Regions from separate parts of the Zea mays genome. Here region 2 is linked to region 1. The links are chromatin contacts, called in public Hi-C maps. All regions are on one chromosome and are shown on one strand. Each heading gives the region's core, a stretch centred on a gene start, on an enhancer-like site or on the middle of the called end of the contact. The rest is flanking DNA. Distances are from core to core; before and after follow the strand shown.

Region 1 (4,559 bases), core at 1,484-3,983:
ACTTCCATGTTCCCGGTTTCTAATACGAGAATAAGGCAGTCAAATCAACCTGCGCTGCACTCTATCACCCTCTCTGTACTACTCTAGCCCTAAGAATTGAAACATTATACTAAAAACAACCGATATTCACCTTTTGTACAAGTCCTGGCTATATTTAGGCTAAGAAGAAACTTGAAAATATTTCTTGCTTGGATTTACAAATCAGAACAAAATAGCAAGAAAACCTCACTAGCAACCCAAAAAGAAGTGGAAGGGCATCAGCCTGTGGCACTTGCGGTGGTTTGGCCCTCCTAGCAGCGGTAGTTGCAGTGGTCAATAGTGCAGAAGGTTGTCACAGTCCCAGGTTACGGTGCTGTCCTATAGGGTGAAGCGAATTTCAGGAGTTTTCATAACCTGTTTGGTTAAGGCTTGGCTATTATTTAGGTTTGAGTTTTTCTTAATCGTGTTCAGGAAAAACTGAATAATACCTGCAAATATGAGCAATATTCTTCCATGATGAAAACGGGAGATCAAACTGATGGCATATGCACATTCTGCGCCACAGACAGCTCCCTTAGCTTGTCACAGCGAGGTGTAGGGTAGTCCTTGGCCCATTGACGACGTTGGAGTTCCACATGGCAATATCTTCCAAGCATACTCTTATAGTCCATCAGAACATGCCGTTCAAGATTCTCTCTAGACTGACTACCCTGTGGAAACTGCTGATCAAAATCTTGTTTGCTGACGAAGTACTCCACTCCTTGTTTTTGAGTGACCTTTGAAATGGGGAAGTAATTTGTCTGTTGCAGCGAATACTCAGCTTGACGCGCTGGAATAAATGCAAGCGAAACAATAAACAGTACTACTACAAGGTGAATAAACACTGTTAGATTTATGCTGGAACCACCCTCCACTGAATGCTCCCTTCTCTGTTGCTGTTGCCTGCCTGTTCCCCTAGCCCTGTAGGTATACTGGGGATGGAACATATTATCATGGGTGCCATAAAAGGACCTGAATATCTCATCTGGATCAAAATCTTCTTCATAGTTATAGAAGCCACTTCTTGCTGGCCTTCTCCGCCTAGCAGCTCCCCGCCTCATGACATTGGGATATTGCTCATTGAATTCATGGTCCTCAGTGGTGCCTGTCTGATCATAAGTCCTCCGCGACTGATCATTGCTTAGGCACTTGAAAGCCTTGCTTACCATCTTGAAAGCATCTTCTGCCCCAGGAACCTTGTTCTTGTCAGGATGAACCTTCAGTGATAACCTCCTGTATGCCTTCCTAATTTCCTCCACAGTGCATCTTCTCTCTACTCCGAGAACTGCATAGTAATCCTTCTTTTTCCTGATATCCTGAACCACTCTAATATTCTCCTCAGTGTAAGCCTTATCAACATTTAAAGGACCAACAGATTCTTTTGTTGTTTTTGGGTATAAAAGAGCTTGTCCTCTTTCAGTCTTGTCTTTGCAAGTAGAAATATTCAGGATGCCAACCTTCTCAACTGGGCTCAGCAAATCATCAAGTGGAAGACCAGGGTCCAATCTTTGAGCAATTTTAATTAATTTTTCTGCGCGCTGCCTATCCCCAGATGCAAATGCAGATTTTGCAAGCTTGACAGATCTCAATGCCTCATCTTTGTTCCCATCCATGAGTCCAATCAGCTCTGGTGAAATAGGTTGAAACCTCAAACTGATGACCTGTGAAACAAGAATACTGGATTAACAAAACAAAGCAAACTATCATGTAATAAAACTGGCTAACAAACACCAATTTCCATGAGATGAAGTGAAGTGATATCTAAATCTCAGCTTAGAAATCTAGTAGTCATAAACAAGTTGTAGGCAAAGAGTACAAAAACATCACAGGAATTTCACAGAAATCGGTTCATTTCACAGGAAAAAAGCAAGGAACACGAAAATTTCTGGCGTTCCAAAGGGGGGCTAAATATTAGACGGATCCTCTATAGCCACATGAGTTATGCATGTCATAAACAAAACAGAACTACCGCCTGATCAATTCAGAACTACACCAACAAGGAGACACCTTGAGCTCTTCGAATGGAGTTCACTGCCTTTTGAAAGAGACGGTGAAGAATTTAAACTTCTTTACCAGTTGTAAGTAATTAGAACGTAAAATACCCAACAAGCCTAGAAGACCTGAACTCACAAGAAATATATGGATTTGGTGGAATGTATCATGGAAGCAACAAACATGAAAAATAAAATATTATAACTATCACAAAAAAAGAAGTTACTTCTGTTTCATCAACTCCCATGAAATCAACATCTAGTGATCTACATGGATGAAGATTTCAACATTTCCAACTGTGGATGTCCGACCCACACACGACTCCCAAGCAACAACATAAACAGCTCCTATCCACGCAGACAGATCTCACCCTGACACCAACTCGGCCCTCCGCATCATCTAAACAGGAAAACAACATGCAAGAAACAGGCGATGCCATCATAAACAATCCTTTCCTAAACCTCGATGTGTCGTGACACCTCGAACTCGAAAGGGGAACCGGGCGCGTTGACCGAATTCTAAGAGGAAACTTCCAAATTTGAAAGCTGGGGCTGATTGAGACCGGTGGATCGGAGGGGCTCACCGGATGAGAGCGAGGGGAGGCGACGCGAGGAAGACCACACCCCCGCTAGGCCGCCACCGGAGAGGGGAACAAAAATGGAGTAGACTGCACGGATATGGCGCTGCATTTTCTGCTAAGCCCCTCGGCTTTTCCATATTTTAGAATCGGGAGTGGGCCTTTTCGAGATTAGACAGTAGACACTACAACCACAACGGACCGTGCAACAAATCGTAGACCGCCAAATTTTTAAAACGGGATTAAAAAATCGCAAAACATGTCACGTATTACTAAAAACTAGAAGTGACCGTGCGTTGCTACGATTTTTATATATCATATAGATAAATTTTACTTAATTGGATTAATTGTAGAAACTAGTCAATTGACCGTGCGTTGCTACGATTTTTAAATATTATATCGATAAATCTTATTTAATTGGATTAATTGAAGGAACACATTTCAAACATTTACAATAATACATAGTGGTTTGAGCCAATAAAAAATGGCTGTTGTTGGGGGCCTTCGGCTTCCGAAGGTCCTCAAAAGTATGATTTAACAATGTTTTTGGAGTAAAGTACATTAACAGGTATCTTCGGACTTGGATCAGAGCCACGGTAGGACGAAGCACAAGGAACACGAAGGTTTACGCAGAGCCGAAGCTGTGTGTAGAAGAGCTTCGGGAGAACGGCAGGAAAAGAAACCGACTTAAAGATGAAAAACCAGATTAAACCTCGAAAAATTATTATAGAGTTATTGATAAATGTAAAGGGCATTAATGTAATTTTGCATGGGCTGCGACCCGTGCCTATAAATAGGCGAACAGTATCCCCGTACTGTTCACGCTGATTTGACATTGGCTTTTGCGTCACACTTGTACTTTTACCTTCTCGCGATCCGAAGGTACATTTGTAATTTGACATCATTTCTATTCCGTCATCATAATAAAATAGAAATGAGTTGTCAATAATTCATAACCGTTCATGTTAACTTATATGATTCATATGATCTCTTCTTCATTATTATATTTTATGCTGATGAAGGTACGTCCTTCATAACCTTCGTCCGAAAATCATTATATCCTTAGGGAAATAATGCTTCGAAGGGCGAAGGATATTGACATTTAACATTTTATGTTGCCTTGTTCTTAATTCATAGCATTTGAGAACAAGTCCCCAACAGCTGCACATCACAAATGAAGCGAAGCAGCACGTTTAGATACTAACGGTTTCTTGGTGGGCATTCGAGCTAGCTGTGTATTCGCTAGTGAGTTACTTTTCCACAAAGGTAAAGAAAAAAAGAAATACAATATCATAAGTCTCTCAACAAAGGCAAAACCAACAGTACAACACGACATTTAAATGAGCTCAACAAAATGTTCAAAGATAAGACAAATTTAGAAAAATGTTTAGCAGAGAATAGTACTAATATTTTACAGAACGATATATGAAACCTCCTGTCGTGTGCAGTTTGCAGGTAAGTCATCAATATAAATAGTGCTTGATGCATCCGACGGAAGAGGAGGCTTGGATCTACCACCATATGTCATCCATATGTTGTCTATACCAACAACACCCATCATACGTCGGTCATCAACATCATTAGACATCTATACCAGCACCCATCCCTACAACCAATCCGGCACCCATCCCTGCAGCCCTAGTGTCATTAGCACCAACATAGGCCATCTATGAATTTATCATACAGATAAAACACAAGTCAATGACTTTGTGCCCTAGCAAAAAAACAGCAATACAATAGGAAAATTGTTTGTACCCCATTGTGCAATCCTGTCCTGCAAGTTTCATGTGGATAGTATCATGTCATGTCTTGCACATCAAACACAACTGCAAAAATGGAAGAAGAAATCAAAGATTACCACCAAGCCTAACCTCCAACTATCGCATACAATGCGTAGACAAAATGATAGTTAATACCTCATCAAAGAATAGAGTGTCAACAAATGTATTTTTACTTAAGTTACTTACACAAG
Region 2 (4,559 bases), core at 1,128-3,627, 160 kb before region 1:
CCTAATCGTGATTAGGCGCCTGGTCGGTCCTCAGGAACGACCAGCTGGTCGCCTGACCTGAAAACAATGGATGACATCAATCTTATGCCAGGTGGAACCATGTTCTAGCACTCCCTCTTAAAGGCTTCCTCCCCTTTAAGGGCGTGGGATGGCGGTTTATGGTGCTTGGATGTGTTGTTTGTGGGTGCTCGTCGTCAACTTCAAGGGAGATGGTTGTTCTTCGACAAGCTTCGATTGGCATGCTCCCTCACTCTTAGTCCCCACTCAGTTGAATGGTCTCTCATGCCTTCAAGGATTCCTCCCCTTGTTGTGCGCAATGGAGGGAGGCAACTGTGCAGCGTTGCTACAAGGGGTGATGTGGTTTACATTGGTTTGGGTTAGCCGACATGTATGTTGTTTGATGATCAGGTCCTCAGGAATTCGGTTGTTGTTGTTCTGCTCGCGTCAAGTCCGTTCGTAATGTGTTTGCTTTCTTTGTTTTCCTCCTTGTTGCTGAAGTATTTGTTGTGTTGTGCTTGCAGCTGTCTGTAATCTGTGGTCTGCCACAACATTATGTAAAGGTTTGCCTCGTTTCCTTTAAAAACGAGATCGTTGAGGTGTGGCTCAGTCATACCATAATCAATGAAATTCAGGTGGGGATTCTCTCCCCACCGTTGTCAGTTAAAAAATGTTGATGCTAGGATAATTCATTAGAAGCTTCAAACAAAAATTCTGATATTACCATACATTCTTTTAGCAAATGAATACACTTCTAGAGTACAAAATAGTGTGATAATTGATATGATTGTAATCTAAATACTCTACCTCCATGGCAACAGCATTACACAACAACAGGGTGACAAGAAGCTGGTGTTGCCTTTGAACAACCGGAAGGATGGCAGCTGCAGCAAACAAGGCAAATATTAACAAAACATGAGGGGCAGCAGAACCATCAGTCAAAGGGAAAATACAACAATTGAGCTGGTCTTCAACAGGGCAACAGCAATAAACTGCTGTTAACTAAAGAGGGATGCTAAAAGAGGCAACGTGTAGCCAGTCAAAGTGACCAAGCAGAATTATTGCCAGAGATGCTGAAAGAGGCAGTGTATAGGCACTCAAAGTAACTAAGCAGAATTGCTGCCATATTAAAATTTAACATTGCTACCATATGCATTTGATGAACTGATAAAGATCTGAGGTGTCCAGATATGCCATTTCCTTCAGTAATAGAGCAGCTCTGAAGATTATCAGGTAAGACAAAACCAAAAGTGCATGCTACCCTAGTAAACAAACATGGTAGATCCAGGAAACTCCAGAGTGATCACTTTTTATGATTGTCCATTGCATACTACTTCCACTTCCACTTGTCTGATGTGTCATTGCATATATCACCAGTACGAGGTGAACCTTAGAAAAGAATGAATCCCATCCACACTGCTTTTTCTTATTCCTGACTATAACCTTTTTGGATCGTTCTACTTTCCTTTCCAAACACTTCTGCATGTAAATAATATGTCAATATTACCATCACATTTTATCCTCACTGTCATTACCGCTACCTACAAAATATAGTAGACTTCCGATAGGTGCCAGAAAAAAATCACCGCATACACCAGAGACGCTCTAATGTTCAAAATTGCAGAGAAACTTGAGAATACCATAGAGTATATGACGCTCTAATCTCCATTCCCTAATGTAACAACTAACAAGCCACAACAGTGTGATCCCCAGTCCCCACTACCAATATAACAAACCCGCTCATAACCAGATCGAGCACAACGAGAGCAGGGAATGGATAGGGGTTCGGATCGGACCAGCCTGAGCCTTTTCGACGTCGGTGCCGCTGCGTTGGAGGATCTCCAGCTCGACGAGGCCGAGCGACATGAGTCCAAGTGTGAGCCCGGACATGATCCCTGCGAAGAGCACGAGAAAGCAGGAGATGCCCGCGTACGCCCACCACTCCAGAGACCCGAAGGCCGTGTCCTCCCCCTGCACGATCAATGCCATCGCACCCACTCCCGCCGCCGCGGCTGCGCTAGACGCCGGCCGCGCCGTCGCCGCCACCACACGCACCGCCGCGGCCAGGCTCACCGCCCGCGCCTTCCCAGCCGCCGCCGCCATCGCCCACGGCTGACGAGGCTGAAACAGAGCCCGCCTCCCACGGCCCGATGCGTGGGCACCCAATAATCAATAAAGCAGGTCCAGCTCCAGCCGTCCAGGAAGGGAGGAAGAGGACAAGATGGCGCAGACCGCGGTCGATCGGACTCGGGGCTGGCGGTCGATCGGACGGCTAGGGGGTTGCCATTCCGAGTTTGGACGCAATCGTGCTCGCAATGGCACAGCTGCGTTCGAGTTTACGAAAGAGGCATGGGAAAAGTAGGCTTTTATGATGGCTTAGATTCATAAAAATGATGTGTCCGCGACAATGCATTGGTTAAACATTAAAAAGTGACGGACTCTGTCTTTAGAACTCAAACGATATGTGTCCCCGCGATTAGATTATCTCTAACGATTATTCTTACGTTGTATGTTGTTATTCGTCTAATCGTATGATATTTGTGAGCTATCGCCTATAAACAGGTTCAGACCTCTCCTATATATACGAAGGAGTACGATCGATTGAAAACTCACGAACACATTTGAATCGAACCAATTATTTTCTTTGTTATTATTGTCTTATTAGTAGATGTAATATAGTACTAGTTATAGTTTTCCGCATATCAACCTTCACTCATATTCGACTCTACATCGTCAAGATCTGTCTTGTGTGGTATGTCGACACCAAGACGACTCTAGGATCTTACCTCTCCTAGGTGCAAGATCTGGTTGTCAATCCAAGAGACTCTTTATCGAGTTGATCTCTTAATTTTTAGGCGACTCTATGTCGTTTGTGGATGTCTCGGGTGACCTACTGTCACACCCGACTTTGAAAGTTAAACCGAATACGAATCATATACGTGACAAGATCAGAAATTCACGTACACAGCGATTACATAACTGGACATCATCACACAATGCTCAAATAATAGCGTAAAGAAGTATTGTTTTATTACATCATGATGTCTGAAACATCCATATAGTCATTAACTTAAACAGAAATCAAAGTGCTAAATGAAACGTAGTAGAGATAAGATCTTCACAGGCAGTTGACTGGGGGTTTGCCGCTAGTCTAGTCTAGAACTCCTCAAAGTCCTGAAACTCCTAAAATCCTGTGTGTTGCCTTCATCTTCTCCTGAGCAATGGTTACAATGTGGACAACCTTGTGTTTGGTATTTAAGTAAGGGTGAGTACATAACAATGTACTGAGCAAATGTCTCATTTGGTTGAAGAGGACTAGCTGTATGTGGAGATTAGCTCAAAGAAGTTGCTTTTAATTGGTCAGGTATTTAGGTATTTATCATTAGTAGAAGTCAAGTTTAATCATAGAACCCAAGTTGATATCCCAAAAGAATGCACCTCCTCAAAGAGGAAAGTACCATAAATTATAAGTATAGCCATCATCACTAAACCATCAACATAAATGTGTCTAGAGTATCTCTAATCAAAGAGAATCTCAAGGCTGCTCTTAGCTGTGAGCACGGCTGGCATACCAGTTTCTAACCCTCTGTAGAGGTCACACACTTTACCCATGAGTCGTGATCCCTTTCCAGGCTAGGGTTGCAAGACCCGATCTTCACTACCGAGGTGAATGGCTAGGGACTCGCTACGTAGCCTTTACAAAGATTCTCTCGGTGTGTAGCCGCCCGTTAGGTTTTGCTAGTTATACAAACACAGTACTCCTCCCTAAGGCGGGTGACTAACAAAACCAAATCGAATGAATCTCGACAACCACCCTTAACAGAGCAACCATTATGCCCCAGCCCCCATTGATGGCACAACGGCGAAGCAAACTACACCCCTAGATTCCTCCAATTAATAAGCTAAGGGTGTCCCATACCACGCTCATGGTTGTACTTTTGTCTCGGGTGGTCTATCAACGAACAGATCCTTACGGAAGAGGTACTCGGAAAATAGCACGAGCCCCCTAAAATGCCACAAGCTCATAATCATAATCAGAATGAATCATCGTATCATAAATTAATTCTCATCATGTTCGTTGATTAAAGTAAAGCACTGGCATGTAGCTGATCATAATAGCCCAACCCAAAAAGGTAATAAAGCACATGATAAATAGAAAGCTAGTCAATCATTAGGTTGACCATAGTATGCGGGACATTGAATTATAAAGTAAATACGACATAATAGTTCAGAGGACACTTGCCTCCACCAAGCAGATGTTGCTTTCTCCTGCAACTTTCTCGGACTTCACGGACGGAACGTTATCTAGGCGAGTGCGAACATACATTCAACATTTTTGAAATAGAAAGGAACAACAAACTATACAAGGAAAAATATTATAAAAACAAGCAATGCGAAATAGAGCTCGCTTCTACGGTCACACGAGAAAAAGAAACGTCGAGATCAAAGCTACGATTGAGAAGTTATCATGTTTACGTTATACGAATATGAACTAAAACATTTAATTTGACATTTATCAAATGTAAACTAGAGCTGTTACCTAGTTTTGATTAATCTTCTAC

The links. A called contact is a pair of places that touch in the nucleus more often than the background predicts.
Region 2: a Hi-C map of tassel shows a contact between it and region 1, with 2.5 times the contacts expected there. The contact joins the promoter of LOC103635529 here to the promoter of LOC103635523 in region 1. A contact is called at or near these places in 3 of 25 Hi-C or Micro-C datasets (ear, leaf and tassel).

The regions. Positions count from the first base shown.
Region 1 is chr8:89,300,264-89,304,822 of Zm-B73-REFERENCE-NAM-5.0, reverse strand. It overlaps LOC103635523 (chaperone protein dnaJ 49), which reads right to left and starts at 2,733. Exons shown (of 4, transcript XR_557424.4): 1 at 2,594-2,733; 2 at 468-1,679; 3 at 230-352.
Region 2 is chr8:89,457,801-89,462,359 of Zm-B73-REFERENCE-NAM-5.0, reverse strand. It overlaps LOC103635529 (DUF21 domain-containing protein At4g14240), which reads right to left and starts at 2,377. Exons shown (of 13, transcript XM_008657959.1): 1 at 1,794-2,377; 2 at 805-881. The coding sequence starts at 2,100. It overlaps LOC118473117 (a long non-coding RNA gene), which reads left to right. Exons shown (of 3, transcript XR_004851988.1): 3 at 522-798.